Linked DNA regions of Mus musculus: region 1 is linked to region 2. The links are chromatin contacts, called in public Hi-C maps. All regions are on one chromosome and are shown on one strand. Each heading gives the region's core, a stretch centred on a gene start, on an enhancer-like site or on the middle of the called end of the contact. The rest is flanking DNA. Distances are from core to core; before and after follow the strand shown.

Region 1 (2,700 bases), core at 84-2,583, 170 kb after region 2:
CATTAAAGCAGGTAGAGCTCTCACCTGCCACACCCCATTATCCAAAATACAGCTCTCGTTAGGCACATATTTGAGGATTTATCTGGACACCATTGTACTTCTCCACAGGAGGATACGATGCACTAGGTAGTAAGCTTAAGGCATTTGATAGGTCCAAGATGATGAGGCAGACAGATAGAAGTTTACAATAGTTTCCACTGAGAGAAGACTGACTCACGGTTACTAGCATTTTCATGATGAAATGCAATCACATGAACCCAACATACATATGCATGGGCACTTCTGGAAAAGTCAGAAATGGCCCAGATGGCAGGCATTGTCTGCAAAGGCCTTTCTGAATGGGGAGAGGTAAGAGGAAGGGGAGCTACAGCAATGGATGGCTCTTAGTGAGATTCATGTTCCCCAGTGAGGAGACACTTCTCTCGAACTACCCAAGTACCACTTCCCTTTTCCCAAGATTTAGTTTTCTGTAAATCATCATGAACCCGGGAGTGTCTAGGGCCAGGACAGGCAGGAGCAGCAGGCCATCAAACTCTGGGCACCACATAACAGAATGTCACCAATTCCACCTTCCATGCCTCCAGGTGAGGAAGGACCTAGAACCCAGACAGTCAGATGGCGGGTTTCCATGGCAACGATTCTGTAATAGGTTACTAGAAGATCGCAGGAAGCTAAGTTCAAAGGTACACACCAACACAAAAGGGTCTGGCCTCCTCCTAGAAGCCAGGTAGGGGCACAGGCTTGGCCTCCTGCCCTTCCCCCGTGACAGCAGATGACTCCCCTTCCAGAAGCTTCCCTCAGTGCCACCCAGCACCCAGGGACGCGCCCCTTCCCGCCCCCCTCCCTGGGGATCTCCAAGCTCACCAGCTGGGGCCTCCAGCAGACTCAACCGCAGGTTCAAGTATTCCACTTCTGAGGAGGCTGCGGGAGAGCCCCCACCGATGCAGACCCTGGCCCCAGCGCTCGGGCCCCAGGCAGAGGTGGCACGGCCCTGGGCCTCCAGGCGCAGTCCGCGCAGGGCCACCGGCTCTGCCGCCTCCAGCAGCACGTGCCCGGCCACTGTCTCGCCGCTTGAGTAGCAGCCCTTGCTCTCATCTTCGAACACTAGCCCCAAGCTCTTGACACGGCCCCGAGGACCATCGGCTCCCGCCTCGCCTCCCATTCCGCCAGGCGATGCGGCTCTGCCACCAAGATCCGCAGTGGCCCCAGGTCGGGGTAGCCGGCTCCGCGACGCTGCTGTCACGGGCGCCGGCCGCACACCCAGGGCCACTACGGCCACAGCGCCCAGCCGGGTGAAACACCCGCACTGGGGCCCTGTCTCTTTAACACACCCCACTGGGACTGGAAAGGGGCTGACACGGCCCGCCTACAGAGCACTGCCATTGGCCAGTCGCGAAACCTGCTTCTTTCCCATTGGCTGTACATGGCCACTTAGTCATTTCATTGGCGCCCCCACACCAGGCTGAGCAGGACGGTGGTGCGTGATCAGGAGGGCTTCACCAATCGGGAGACACCATAGTGCACGTGCACAGGACCTTTATTGGTGGGAGCAAGGCACAGTCCTGGGCCACAGACCAATAGTGAGGCAGTGCGCCCATGTGGACAGAGGATGGGAAACAATATCTGTTAGGGAGGGGGCGGTTCCCGGCTCACCGGCGCATTGGTGTCAGCGTTGCTATGGTTATAGTGGGGGCGGGCTTTCCAGCTCAGAGAGGCTAGAGTAGTTTGTACTAGAACATGAACTTGTGGCTGCAGCAGGCCCAGTTTAAGATTACTTCTGCAGAGTGCCCAGCAAAAGGTTTCTTGGAAAATGGAACTCAGGAGTCTCGCTTTATGCTGGCTGCCTTGGAACTTTAAAGCAGATATCAGAATCTGCTAACTTTCATGATTCTGAGCCACACCTCTTTGGGTCTCAGACAGAATTCCTGTACTAGCTGAGAGCCAATGTCTTGGAAGAATGCTGTGATTCTTAGTGCTTTTGTCCTGAGAAGTTCTGTTCCTGGTTGCTGAAGTCCAGCCAGACTCCGTCTCTGGTTCTTCTGCCTCTAAATAAGGTCGTGGTTTTAAAACAGCACCTGCCACTTATTGGTGCTGATGCAAACAGAAGGACTCCATTATTGACTGAATAATACTCTATTTGGTCGTTATATACATGCATAAGTTGTAAAGTGTGCAAATATTATGTCTGGAAAAAAAGATCGATACTTGACACACAAGTGCCCCACCCAAAAGGATTTCGTAACCCCGGGATCATAGTCCTAGAACATGCCCAGCTGTCTCCGTGACTTGTTCCCCAAACCCACAGCTCTTCTTGCTGGTTTCTTTTTAATTCACACCGTTCTAGATAGCCTTTTGGTATCTAGAATATTTAAATATGTGTAATTATTTGTCTATCAATTTGTAATCCTTTATTTCCCCTCGTTAAAATTCTAAGTGCGTAAGCTGTTATCAAGGTTTGATAATTGAAAATTGAAACTGAAGGATATTTTCTTTCCAAGGCTCTGAAAGTATAGGTTGTTTTACTGCACTCTTTTGAGTTTAGATGATCAACACGGGCATTTTTATTGTTATCTATCTATTTATTCATTTGTATAATATTTCTATTCTTGAAGAAGTCCATGCATGCATGCAGTATATTTGCTCATATTCTACCCCCATTCCTCCCCTAACTCCTTCCAAACGCATACTTACCTCCATATT
Region 2 (2,700 bases), core at 70-2,569:
TCCTAGCTTAGAGCTTTCTCTTCCCCATTTATAAGTTCTTGGAGTTGCATCTGTGCATCCCCAATGTTTCTGGAGTGGATCTCCCTGCTGGTAAGGGTGGGATTTGAGTTTGTGTATAATTCCATTCAAACCATCTCCACTGGCTCCTTGTACTCTCCTAAACAAGACTCCCTATCTTCATCACGTCTGGCTGGTTTAGCTCAGCTTGCCACACTGCACAGGAGACGTTAGATTTCTGGCATACATCTCCAGACATTTTATGGACCAATAATTCCCAAGGTGTACATGAGCTCTCACAGCCCGGTAATTACCGTTGCCCTCTTCCCTGGACCTGTCTCCATAAAGAGCCGCCTCTCTGCGCATCTCTGGCATCTCCTCCTCTCTAAGGCTGGACTTGGAACTACCAAGCTCCTAATTATCCATCCTGCTCAGGGAATCTCTGTGTGGGGTTCTCAGGCCAGCCTTTGATGGAGGGTTTGGTGGTGGTGGTGGTGGTGGGGTGGTGGGGTGGGGAAGTCTAGTCATTGACCTTGATTAAAGAGCTTCGATGGATCAAGTAAAACGGGCATCTTATTTCGTTCACAGCAAACTAATCTCGTGGACCAAACTTAAAGGTGAATTGTGGGAAATAAGTAAATTTGACCAAAATTTACTGTAATTTCTGTCTCAAATCACTGTTGTTTGATCAAGTAAGGACTCATTCAATGATTCGATGGCGCTTTCTTCTTTTCTTTTGTACCTCAACCAAATCCGAGCAATTATTCTGGAGCTCAAAACCACATTAAATCCATTTACTGCCTCCCTCAGCTGGTCAACCCCCCCCCCCCCACGAGGACCCGCCCTCTCCACAAGCATAAGCATTGGTTTCCTGCCCTGCTCAGCTCACACCTTAGCCAGGAGAAAACGATCCTTGGTACTTAACCAGGAAAGGGGAAGTGCTGTTAGACACTAGCCCACTATGTGCTTTGCAAACTACCACAAAACGTGTGATTCTTTTCTTTAATTAAACTCACACCTCCCTTGGGGGGAAAAAGGAAAGACAGGGAAGAGGCCATGCTTCGAGTGATAATTGTCTTTTCTTTGATTTTCAAAAGTGAGAGAAATAATAGGAAGTCAGAGACTCACCTAGTCGATAAACTAGCCTATTGTTAATTACCCTCGGAACACATACATGTATTGATCTGAAAATCTTCTAGGTGGAGTGATTGACAGCAGCGAATCCCCATACTTCAGTCCCAAGGGACAAGGGACTTGGTTTGCGGGTAGCCTGGAGCTAACAAGTCGGGCTCCTGAAGAAGTAGCAGGCTCCTACCAGTAGGTGGCAGCAGAGTTCCACGGATGGAAACAACTGCTCAGCCCAGTCCTGAATTTGTCCCCAAACCTAGGAAAGATCGCAGAGTTCCTGACTTTAAAATCCACTTCCCAAGGCGCACAAGAGGTCTTCGAAAAAACCCAGAGGATTGTTTTCTGCCGTACTGTACATTCCATTCCATTTTGCTCTTTTTTTTTTCTCATTTGGCTAGGAACTGGTAACGCCACTTTCAGGTTTATTCTTCACACGCCCCTCCATTCCTCGTCTTGCTTTCTTTTTGTTTCATTTACAGTTTCTCTTGTAGCTGTCATATCTACATTAGAGGGTAAAGTATAGCTAAGTGGGTTTTTTATTTTTATTTTTAAAAAATTTGCAACTGTTCTTTTGTGGGCTGTGATTATGACAGGAAAGAAAGTCTCAGACATGGTCTGAACAATTTGTCTGCTTAATTTGGAAGTCATTCAGGTATTGTATTGTATTGGTTTGGTTTGGTTTGATCATTAAAAACGCATCCTCATATAGATACTGCACAATAGACATAATACAGAGTATGAATATAAGAATATGTAGAATGATAGATATAGAGAATGATAGAATATATAAGTGGTATAGAATGAAGTCAGGTGTGAGGCTTGCTGGTGCTTCTCAGCTCATGGAAGATTTATCAATATCAAACTGTTGAGAGACATCATTCATTCATTCATTCATTCATGAATTTATTAATTTCCCCTTCATTTTATTATCTCCATTTTCCCTCGCCTTGCCTCCCCCCACCTTTAACTTTACAAAAACAGGGTTTACCTTTCACTAGACCGTTCTGTTTAGCAGCAGGCTCTACTCTAAAATATGCATTTTTGTGGGCTTTCTATTTTTCAAAAATGTATTAGGTTGTTCTGTCCTTTCTTCTCCTATGAACTACTGTGCTTTAGAGATTATGTTGCTGTGTATATACCTTCAACCCTCCTGCTTCTGACTCCTGCGGAGAGGTCTACCTGGACTAGAATGCTATTCACTGCCCCCTAGGGGTGGATCCCTGAACTGCCCAGGACTCTTCAGATATCCTTTTGTGATGACCATCTTAGGTTTGTCTCTTTATAAACTGGTGTGGGAATCTCTGGGAACGTACATATTTTTAATCTGACAGCTTTACCAAATGGGTCCGCTCTTTTTGTTCCCACCACCACCACATCTCCATGGCACGGAGTCAGTACTGTCTGGAGAACAGCCGCATTCCCCGTTTATTGAGATCGTTCTTCCATCATTTCATTCCGTTCATTAGACTCCAACAACACCCATTATACTTTATACGGTGAAACGTTTCCTCTTCCATGATTTCTAAATGTTTTATATAGTCTTAAAGCTATTGTGATTTTTTTCTTAAGTTATCT

What was found. Hi-C and Micro-C count contacts between places; a contact is called where the count stands out from the background.
Region 1: a contact with region 2 is called in a Hi-C map of uterus, with 2.3 times the contacts expected there. The contact joins the promoter of Arrdc4 here to the enhancer-like site in region 2. A contact is called at or near these places in 1 of 39 promoter capture datasets (neural stem cells), 4 of 484 Hi-C or Micro-C datasets (forebrain and uterus), 1 of 115 datasets of contacts at active chromatin or transcription factors (embryonic stem cells) and 1 of 9 other capture datasets (adipose tissue).

What each region holds. Positions count from the first base shown.
Region 1 is chr7:68,747,905-68,750,604 of GRCm38.p6, forward strand. It overlaps Arrdc4 (arrestin domain containing 4), which reads right to left and starts at 1,334. Exons shown (of 8, transcript NM_001042592.2): 1 at 865-1,334. The coding sequence starts at 1,162.
Region 2 is chr7:68,578,517-68,581,216 of GRCm38.p6, forward strand. No RefSeq gene overlaps it. Among named protein-coding and RNA genes, the nearest start is that of Gm34549, 92 kb to the left of the region's middle. Within about 2 kb of position 1,320, at least 5 of the 459 cell types and tissues checked have an H3K27ac peak or open chromatin away from gene starts, as enhancers often do. A contact at or near this core is called in uterus, where this site is marked.